Regions from separate parts of the Oryctolagus cuniculus genome. Here all the other regions are linked to region 3. Evidence: chromatin contacts called from public Micro-C data. All regions are on one chromosome and are shown on one strand. The core of a region is the stretch at or near the end of the contact, and the rest is flanking DNA. Distances in the headings are between cores, read along the strand shown. Region 1 holds the start of SIN3A (SIN3 transcription regulator family member A). Region 2 holds the start of MAN2C1 (mannosidase alpha class 2C member 1). Region 3 holds the start of IMP3 (IMP U3 small nucleolar ribonucleoprotein 3).

Region 1 (3,069 bases), core at 138-2,637, 150 kb before region 3:
TGCCGGCGTCCGCAGCGCTCTCGCGCGGAAACAGCCACGCCGCCGGGCCCGAACTTCAGAGCGCGGCCCCGGCCCGACGGACAGACCCTCGCCCGCAGAGCCCCCAGCGCCACCCGGAAGCCGCCGGCCGCGGGATGCCGGGCAGCCCAGCGCGCCTTCGCCACCCCCTCCCCCCGCGGGGCGCGGAGCCGGGACTTCCGGGCGGGAGGCACGCGAGCAGCGCGGCGGCCTCACACATGTGCGGGGCGCGCTCGCGGCCGAGGGCGGACTTCCCCTCCCGGCTCGCTCCGCCGGGGGCGGGGCCGCGCGCGCAGCCAATCAGGAGCGGGGGCGGGCCCTCGCGCCTCACGTAGCCGCAGGACGCCCCCCCCTCCGCCCTTCACGGAAAAAAAAAAAAAAAAACCCTAGCAACTTAAACTCCTGCCCGGCCTCCCTATAGGCGGAGCTCGAGATAATGTCAGCCAATCCGTGCCCGAGAAGCGAAAGAGGGAGTCCCGAGCAGCCAATGGAAGACAAGAGCAGGCGGGGCCCGCAAGGAGCCCGGGGCGGCGGGCGGCGAGGCGGCGCCCCGCCCCGCGTGTCCCCTGCGGGCCGCTTGCACAAGCCGCCGGCGGAGTCGGTAGTAAACAGTCTGGGCCGCGGCCGGAGGCCGGCCGGCCGGCCGGCCGGCCGGGCCCGCGCCCCCGCCCGGCGCCTGCGCCCCGCCTCCCGCCCGCTGATGCGTTTCCTCTTCCCGAGCGAGCGTGGAGACAGTTCCCCAGGTTCCGACCTTCACGGCCGCTCCGGGCGGCGAGGCGGCGGGGGGCGAGGGCGGCGGCCCCGGGCCGGGGGCGCCCGCGCCCCTCGTGCAAGTTTGCGCGCGCAGGGAAGCCGCGAGCCCGGCCCGCCCGGCAAGTCCGCGCGGAGGGAACTCCGGGCCGGCCGCCGCCCCCCGCCTGCCGGAGCGCGTCCGGTCGGCGCGCAGGGCCCCCCACCCACCTTTTTTTTTTTTTTTTTTTTTGCTGCTTTTCGTGTGTTTTTCTTAAAAAAAAAAAAAAAGGCGTGAGCGGAGCCGGAGACTCCTCCGGCTCGCCGCTCCCCAATCCGCCGCCGAAACCTACCGACACCGAGTGCTCGGCAACACTAGGCGGCGCGGCCGGCGCTGGCGCCCCCTCCCCACGGCTCGGCCCGGCCGGGAGACACAGTGGCGGGCGGGCGGGCGGCGCCGAGCGCCCTCCCTCCGGGCCGGCCCCTCGCCTACCTCGGCCGCGGGACTCCGAGCCGCCCCGGGGCCTGCGCGCCCGCTCTGCGTCGGGCCGGCCACGGCGAGCCGCCCCCCGGACGCGGGCCGGGGGCACCGAATTGAAAGCAGCTGTTTAACATACCTTCCGAGCCGGGCGAGGAGTGCTGAATGGGGAACGCCCCCCGCCGGCCATTGGCTCCGCGGCGCTGCGTCACGGCCGAGGGCCCGCCTCCGCGCTCGCCCCGCCCCTCCCTCCGGGAACCGTGCAAATAAATAAATTAGGCGAGCCCGGAGCGGAGGATCCCCGGTGCCGTCGCGGCGGCGCCTCGAGGGTCCCGGGCGGCGGGGCTCCGGGACGGCGGCCCGCCGTGCTGGGCGCCTGGAGACGAGGGGTGCGGGCGGGAAGCCCTGCGTGCAGCCCGGCGAGGGAGTCACCCCAGCCCTGGGGCGTGCGGGCGCGGTGGAGATGCTGCCGCAGGAGCCGAGGCGAGGCGGGAGTGTGCTCCCGCACAGACTGGCCGACTCCCGGGCGCTCCCAGGAGAGCCCTGCCGGCTGCAGGTAAGCCGGCGGAGCCGCGTGGAGGCGGCGGCGAGCCAGGTGGGTCTTAGGGGTTGCCCCGGGCAGAAGCGGAGGGGCAAAGGGCACGAAGGGACAGGTGGAAAGCGTGAGGACTGCGATGCTGGAAACCAGGGTGGCAGAGGTGGCCCCAAGCCGCGGGACGTCTCCTAGCTGGACCAAAAGCCGGTCGCAGGCCCAGGCCGGTGTGGTCGGGTGCTTAGCGCCCTAGCAGCCGGTGGGCTCTGGGGTGTGCCCAGTGAGGGGAGGGAGGCGCTGGGTTTGGTGGCTACAGTGCTGCGACGCCTGCCCTGCCTCTGCCCTGCCGCCCTTGCTCTGTTGGTCTCCATTGCCAACCGAAAAGAGTTTCCAGGGGGCAGGGCCACCCCGCAGGTCTGTGTTCAGCAGAGGCCGGATGCGCCTGGTGTGAGCGAGGGAGACCGGCTGGTCGGGGCTCGGAGGGATCCGTGCGGTGGGCCGGTAGTTCAGGCGGGGCACACTAGACCAGGGCACGGCCAGGGGATGCGTGCGAGCAAGAAAGGCGAGCAGTGTTGGAGAGACTCAGGGGAGAGGGCGGCTATTTGGAGTGGGCGGTGGGCGGCAAATGGAGCCAGCGGCCCTCGGCGGGGTGAGGCGGAGGAGCTCGGGGCTGGCGGAATTCGGCCCTGCGCTTCGCGTGGCCGTTGTCGGAGGCTTAAACGAGCTCCTGTCTCCCCTACCTGGGCCTGAGCCTCTCCACGAAACGGGGTGGGAAATGGAGCGGACAGGCTGCCAGCCGCCACCCCCACCCTCCGCCCCGGCCCCAGGGTCCACGTGGGAAGCTGGGCTGTAAGCAGAGAGGGCAGGTGGGGAGCCGCAGCTTTGGGGAGACCACGGAGGGGAGAGGAGGGGGAGCCGGGAGATGAGCCCTGTGTGCTCCTGCGCTGTGCCGGCGTCAGATGAGGCAAACGGTAGGGTAGAGCGGGCGCCGGCCTGCACCGCGAGCCCCCTGGCTCTCGCTGGGTCCCTGGGTCCCTGCCTGGGGGAAGAGGCTGACCCGGCGACCCCGGCCGCGAGGAGGATCCCGGTGCTGCCAGCATGTGGCTCAGGTCCTGGGAGGCTCTGGGCAGCAGGTGGTGTGCCGTGGGTGAGGTTACTGACACAGCAGATCCGCAGCCGGACAGCGTACTCACTGCCCCGAGTGCCACCCCGGCGGGGACCCCTGAACGCCCCAGGCTGCTCTGAGCCCCGGCGGCGCGTTGCCACGCACAGCACAGCCTTTCTCTTTGGGAGGGGACCTGATTTTGCCCTG
Region 2 (3,252 bases), core at 244-2,743, 220 kb before region 3:
ACTGCACAGGGATGGACAGCACGTTCCCAGTGCAGGCGGCAGGGACACCACCCTGCAGGCTGTCGCTGGCACTCCTGTGGCCAGGTGGAACCGGGCGGTACCGGGCGCATCCGGCCGCGGGGCAGGGCTCCTCACCTGGACAGGCTCCCCATCGCGCCACACCAGGCCCTCTCCATCGCTCTCCCAGCACAGGTGAACTTCCCGGCCCACCCATGCCTCAGGGATGGCCAGCTCCACGCGGAACCAGCACGTCCACCACCTGCAAGGCAGCCCCGGTGAGAGTGTGGCCCGTGGAGGTCACGTGCACCCAACCCTCTGCAGCACCACGGGGTCCTCGGCCGGGAGCGCCCAGTGGAGGGGAGCGGCGGGCGGGCAGCGAGGTGAGGGAGGCGGAACCGTGGGTCCCCCGGGCGGGCAGGAGACGCGGGGTCCCGGGTCCTGTCCCACCGAGACGCGGGGGCCCGAGTTCCAGCCCCACCGAGACGCGGGGGTCCCGGGGTCCAGCCCCACCGAGACGCGGGGTCCCGGGGTCCAGCCCCACCGAGACGCGGATCCCGGGGTCCAGCCCCACCGAGACGCGGGGTCCCGGGGTCCAGCCCCACAGAGACGCGGGGTCCCGGGGTCCAGCCCCACCGAGACGCGGGGTCCCGGGGTCCAGCCCCACCGAGACGCGGGGTCCCGGGGTCCAGCCTCACAGAGACGCGGGGGTCCCGGGTCCCGCCCCACAGAGACGCGGGGTCCCGGGGTCCAGCCCCACCGAGACGCGGGGTCCCGAGTTCCAGCCCCACCGAGACGCGGGGGTCCCGGGGTCCAGCCCCACAGAGACGCGGGGTCCCGGGGTCCAGCCCCACCGAGACGCGGGGTCCCGAGTTCCAGCCCCACAGAGACGCGGGGTCCCGGGGTCCAGCCCCACCGAGACGCGGGGGCCCGAGTTCCAGCCCCACAGAGACGCGGGGGTCCCGGGGTCCAGCCCCACCGAGACGCGGGGGTCCCGGAGTCCAGCCCCACCGAGACGCGGGGTCCCGGGTCCCGCCCCACCGAGACGCGGGGGTCCCAGGTGGGCGGGTGGCAGGGCGGGGCTTCCGCGGGCCCCGCCCCGAGGGAGGGAGGCGTTACCCACGTGGGTCCGAAGCTGTCGCCGACCTGCGCGGGGCTGAAGGCCTGCTGCACGGCCTCCGGGTAGGAGAGCCTCTCCGGCGTCAGGAAGCTGGAGAGCGCGGCCACGGGGCAGCTGTCCCCGAAAAGCCTGGCGAGAGGGGCCTGTGGGCGCGCGCTGCGGCCGAGCGCGGCCCCCTCCTCCCCCCGGCCCTGCGGCCCCCGGCCCGGCCCCGCACCTGCCGCGGAGGTTACAGTCGGTGAAGTACAGCGGCGACACGAACTTTTCCACCCGCTCCAGCGTGGTCCGCCAGTGCTTGAAGGCCGGCGCCGCCGCCATGGCCGCGCGCCCGCTGCTCGCCCCGGAAGCCCGCAGGCGCCGCCGGAGCGGCCCCTGGCCTGGCACCAAAGGTTCCGGCACCCGAAGGGCGCCTTCCTGGCCCGGACAGCTTTTCTGGGAACACCGGCGGCTCGTTCGGGACTTGGAGCCGGGAGCTTCTTCCGGGTCTCCCACGCGGGCGCAGGGGCCCAAGCACCTGGTGCATCCTCCGCGGCTTGCCCAGGTGCATTTGCAGGGAGCTGGGCCGGGAAGCGAAGCAGCCGGGGCTCGAACCTGCGGCCACACGGGATGCTGCGCCCGGGCCCCAGTCGGTGGGCTGCAGGGCAAATCCTGGGGCGTGGGAAGGGAGAGTTGGGGGCAGAGGCTGGGCGGGGGCGGCTCTGCCCTCAGGGCTAGGTCGCTTGGCCGCGGGAGGTGGTCTGCCTAGGGTGGGCAGAGCCATAGCACCCAGAGAGGCAGGCCTGCAGAGCCCCGGGGTGCAGCGGAGCCCCGGGGTGCAGGGTTCGCAGTCAGGGGCAGCCCTGCCTCCTGGCAGAGAAAATGCACAGCGTTAGCCTCCAGTTACACCAAGTGCAGAATAGGAAGTAGGATTTAAGGTAACTCTTGCCATGTCAGACACCAGCTCAGAGCTCAGCTTGTCCGCTGAACTCCCTCGGGCCTCGGGGCGCGCTGGTGGCAGGCTCCCCGAGCAGGCCTGCAAACCACCGAGCGGCGCTCCGGGCAGCAGGTTCTGGAGGGCAGATGACCTCCGCCAAGGAAGCCTTGAGGCTCTCTCCCCAGGCCAGGCTGTGCCCTGCAGCTCCTCCCCGAAGGCAGGCTCTTGAAACCCTCCCCTTAGAGGCACCTGTGAGCGGAACAGCCCTCTACCCGGCCTCTCAAAGTCCAGGAGCAAAAAAAAAAAAAAGTGGTTTTGGTGATGGTGGTAGCAGTTTTTAACTTGAAAGCAATAAGAGCCAGGCCCAGCCAGCCAAGTGCCCACACTCATGACCCCCTACATCTGCTACCAGGGTGAAAGACGGAGCCCATCTCCCTGTCTCATCAGCCTAACATGGTCCCCCCAGCTGGGGGATGAGCCAGTGGATGGAGGACTCAGACCCCTGCCTTCAAATAAACAATATTTTTAAGAACCCAGCATATTATTACTTTTATTTCTCAAATTTTAAAAAAGGGCAAACAAAGACACTCAAACACCGCCGGTTCCCACTGTGACTAGAAGCCCCGAGGACTGGGGCGTGGCTGCCCTGTGTCCCAGGCTCTGACCTTCCAGGCGCACTGCGGGCAGGAGCGGGCGACAGGAGAATCCTGAGTGACCTGGGGAGCTGCAGCCCAAATCCCCGCTCCACAGGTGAACTCCGGTGAGGACAGGGGACCGGGAGCTTATTCCTTAAGAACCAAGCTTTATTTATTTACAAAAAAGAAAAAAAGAGGTTGGGCAAAGGGGAAGACAAGTTTTACACAAAAGTACTACAATGTAATCCCTTTGGTAAAAAGTGTAATAAATGTCTTGTACATCTGCTCGTAGTGCTAAATCTGCAGCCACGTAGGACTATGGTACACAGGAAGCTAGAGCACTGATGCTAGCACATCAAAGCATATTTCTTTTAATAAAAAATTGACAGTATGTACATTATTTACAAAAAAAGAAAAGCCAAGGTTAAATCGTGTGTGAGAGAAGCTGGCGGCTGGCACCGGGAGGCTGTAGCGAAGCAGGCACAGAACAGTTCCGCGGGGCTGGAGAGGCCCAGGGCGGCGGGCGGGCGGCCAGGGCCCCGCCGGGACTCCGCTCCCAGAACCACCAACCCCAACACCAAACTGCA
Region 3 (3,137 bases), core at 425-2,924:
CTCTGCTGGTTTGAAAATCGAGTCCAGAGGCTCCAAGTGGACACGCCCCAAAGGCCGGCTGTGCCAGCGTGCAACTGGACCCCAGGCCCCTGCTTCCTGGGAACTCTGCCTCGGTTCCCGCAGGTGGAAAGCAGAGACTAACAGACTCCTCACTTCACAGGGCTGCTGGGAGGGCCACACGGGTTAACAACATTCGGCACGCATTCACGCCGAGCCTGGCACAGGAGGCGCTTGCTACTGTCACCACCCCACACCACCATCCCATCATTCCGGGGACCACACACCCGGATGTTGTCCACATTCTCCTTCCCTTCCAAGCCTCCACCGCCCCCTAAGAGCATTCAAGTGCCCGGAAGCCTCCTGGGCCACGTCTAACCGCCAGGTGGCCAGGCTGCAGCGTGAGGAGTGCCCTCAGCCCTCTCCGCTGGTCCGCGGCTGGAACACCAACAGGGAATCCTGCGGGCAAGAGCTCTGCCGAAGCCCTCAGCCCGAGGAAGGGGCCCGGTCAAGTGACAAACCCGTCCGGCCGTAACAGCAGCACCCGCAGCCTCTCGGCGCCGGGTTCCTGAGCTGGGAGACCTACAGAACTGACCCCGTGTTGAGAAAACCAGAGAGAGAGAGAGGGGCACTTCCAAAGTAGCTGGGCGTCAGGGAGACACTCCTTTAAATGACGGAGGGGACCCTGAACACTCGCTTTATTTAAACTTGCGCCTTAACTCTGCCACGGTGAGCAGCTAACTCACGATCAGGGGGCAAGAAACCGAGCCAAACAGCCACGAGACGATACAGACGAGGTGGGCGTGGGCGCGCCGGAGTTCTGGCTACTACCCTGCAAGGTGTAGGGCGCGGGAAATTTAGAGTCCCCCACCCCACCCCGAGCACAGCACGGCTTCCCGCTGTCACCATCAGGCGTCCGAGTTCTAGGAAGACAGTAAGTACTCCCCTGGTTCTGCGTGGCCTGCGACTAGGGGTCCAGTTCCTAGAGCGCCCACGGCCGCCGGCACGCTCTGGGGGAATCCGGCCGCAGGCCTCTCGGTCTCCCCGGGCTAGGCTTCCAGGTCGAAGTCATCGCGCTCCTCGTTGTACTCCAGCACGTGCCGCTTGATCTTGGACGAATCGACCCAGGTGACGAAGTCCTCCATGCTGCGCGTGACCAGGAAGGCGGGGTCGGTGACCACGTCGGGGCCCACGCGCACGTGGCCCTGCTCCACGAAGGCCACGGCCGCCTGGAGGTGCTGCGCCATGCGCAGCTTGAGCAGCACGGTGGGCAGGCGGCGGCGGCAGAACGACGAGGCCGTGACCGAGTCGCAGAGCTCCAGCGAGCCGCGCGTGGGCACCAGGCCGAGCGCGTACAGCTTGTCCAGCAGCGCGGCCGAGGCGCGCACGCGGAACGGGTCGCGCTCGGGCAGGTCGCGCAGGCGGCGCGCCAGCTCGCGCACGGCACGGCTCAGCTGGTTGTAGCGCGTGTAGTCCTCGCGCCGCTGCAGCCGGTACCGCCGCAGCACGCGCAGCTCGTGCAGGTTGTGGTCAGTGACCTCCCAGTTCAGGAAGTCCACCTGCTTCAGCAGCTTCTGCTCGTGAAACTTCAGCTTCCGGACCATGATGGCGGCCGCCGCAGCGCGAGACCCGAAGCCGGCGGCGCGTTCCGCCTGGCGCGCGACTTCCGCCCGCTGTGCTCGGGCCAATGAAGGAAGGGCTCGAGGCCACGCCCCTAGTTTCCCATTGGCCAGGGTGGGGCCACGCCTCCTGTCCGGATCTCGCGTTACTTCCCTTCTCCTGGTCCCGAGCCCAGCGGGTGGCGGCGAGGGGCGTGTCTCGAGGAAGCTCCTTGCCGCGCGTGGAGGCCGGGAATGCCTTCCCCAGGGCGGTAGCAGTTTTCTCCCAGATTTCTGCTTTTTGGCGTCTCTCGGGAGAGTCTCCTCTCGCGAGCCGAAGGGGAAGCGGGGCGACTTGGGCCCTCTCTGCGGGGGTTTCCTGCGCCGGCCTTCAGCTTCCCGGCCTGTCCAGGGATTGTCCCCCACCTCCAGGGGACCGAGCGGTCGCCCCGTGCCCAGGGGCGGGGAGGTGGCACCGAGTCTATGAAGTACTGGTTCCCAGGACGCGCGGAACGCGGAGCTTGCGGGGGGGGGGGCGGGGCTGGAGACGGACGCTGCTAACACGGACTGTCCACTCATCAGACCTGCGCCGTGGACGTTTTGGCCTGGGCTCGGACGCATTGGCCCGCCGGGCTGGCCGTGGCCCTCCGGGGTGGCGTTAACGGGAGGGGAAGGCTGCTGGGGCCGCAGGCCTGGGACGCCACCTAGCTATCTCTTCGTTGTAATACTCGGTAGTATTTGGTATCTGGTTTTAAAAGAATGCAGGTAACTCGTAAGTTATGAGGCTCGCCCAAAACCAGTCCCAGCCGTGTCCTTTCCCAAGGATGAAAGTCCCTCCCCTCCCGGAATGTGCATTATTCCGTTCAAAAAGAAGCAGTTTGGTCACCACGCGGGCGTGGCTGGATAGACCAGCGCGAAGCCTGGGAGCAGCAGAGGGCTGCTGGCAGCCCCCTGCGGCCCCCTGCGGCCCCCTCCCTTGCCTTTGGAACCAGAGCCTGCAGCTCAGCGTCGGGGAGGGGGGGTGATTGGTCCAAGTGCGCTGACATCTGAGAAGTGTTGGCGTGGAAGACTTGGCTCTGTGTGCTGTCTGTTATATGTAGCCGTAATTACTTTCCCCCTGCTGTGTAATATTCCATTAATTGACAGTCTGGTTGTCCAAGCCCGCATCCTGAGTGGAGCCGCTGAGTTGGAAGCTGAGTTGGAAGGCGTAGGCACCCCTGTGGATTATCCATATCCTTGGGCCGTGCTCCACCAGGCCTTTGTCTTCAGTCTCATCAGTGCTTGGTTGGTTTTTAGAATGCTGCCAGTTTGGTGTGTAATGGTATTTCATTGTGAGTTTACTATGCATTTCCTTCATAAATAAAAAAGGCTTCCTATATGTTTCCTCTTCCGTGAAATGACTCTTCATCTCTTTTGTCTTTTTTTTTTTATTTATGTATTTATTTGAAAGGCAGAATGACACAGAGAGATCTTTCACCTGCCGATTCACTCTCCCAAGTGGCCACAACAGCAGGGCTGAGCCAGCAGGAGCCAGGAGCTTCA

Evidence for each region. A called contact is a pair of places that touch in the nucleus more often than the background predicts.
Region 1: a contact with region 3 is called in a Micro-C map of ear pinna, with 3 times the contacts expected there. The contact joins the promoter of SIN3A here to the promoter of IMP3 in region 3. A contact is called at or near these places in 2 of 6 Hi-C or Micro-C datasets (ear pinna and an unstated tissue).
Region 2: a Micro-C map of ear pinna shows a contact between it and region 3, with 2.3 times the contacts expected there. The contact joins the promoter of MAN2C1 here to the promoter of IMP3 in region 3. A contact is called at or near these places in 3 of 6 Hi-C or Micro-C datasets (ear pinna, skin fibroblasts and an unstated tissue).

The regions. Positions count from the first base shown.
Region 1 is chr12:108,521,241-108,524,309 of mOryCun1.1, reverse strand. SIN3A (SIN3 transcription regulator family member A) reads right to left here and starts at 1,387. Exons shown (of 21, transcript XM_051834600.2): 1 at 1,365-1,387.
Region 2 is chr12:108,590,798-108,594,049 of mOryCun1.1, reverse strand. It overlaps MAN2C1 (mannosidase alpha class 2C member 1), which reads right to left and starts at 1,493. Exons shown (of 26, transcript XM_051834604.2): 1 at 1,335-1,493; 2 at 1,121-1,246; 3 at 136-259. The coding sequence starts at 1,435. It overlaps SIN3A (SIN3 transcription regulator family member A), which reads right to left. Exons shown (of 21, transcript XM_051834600.2): 21 at 2,813-3,252.
Region 3 is chr12:108,367,559-108,370,695 of mOryCun1.1, reverse strand. It overlaps IMP3 (IMP U3 small nucleolar ribonucleoprotein 3), which reads right to left and starts at 1,674. Exons shown (of 1, transcript XM_002722034.4): 1 at 630-1,674. The coding sequence starts at 1,601. The coding sequence ends at 1,047.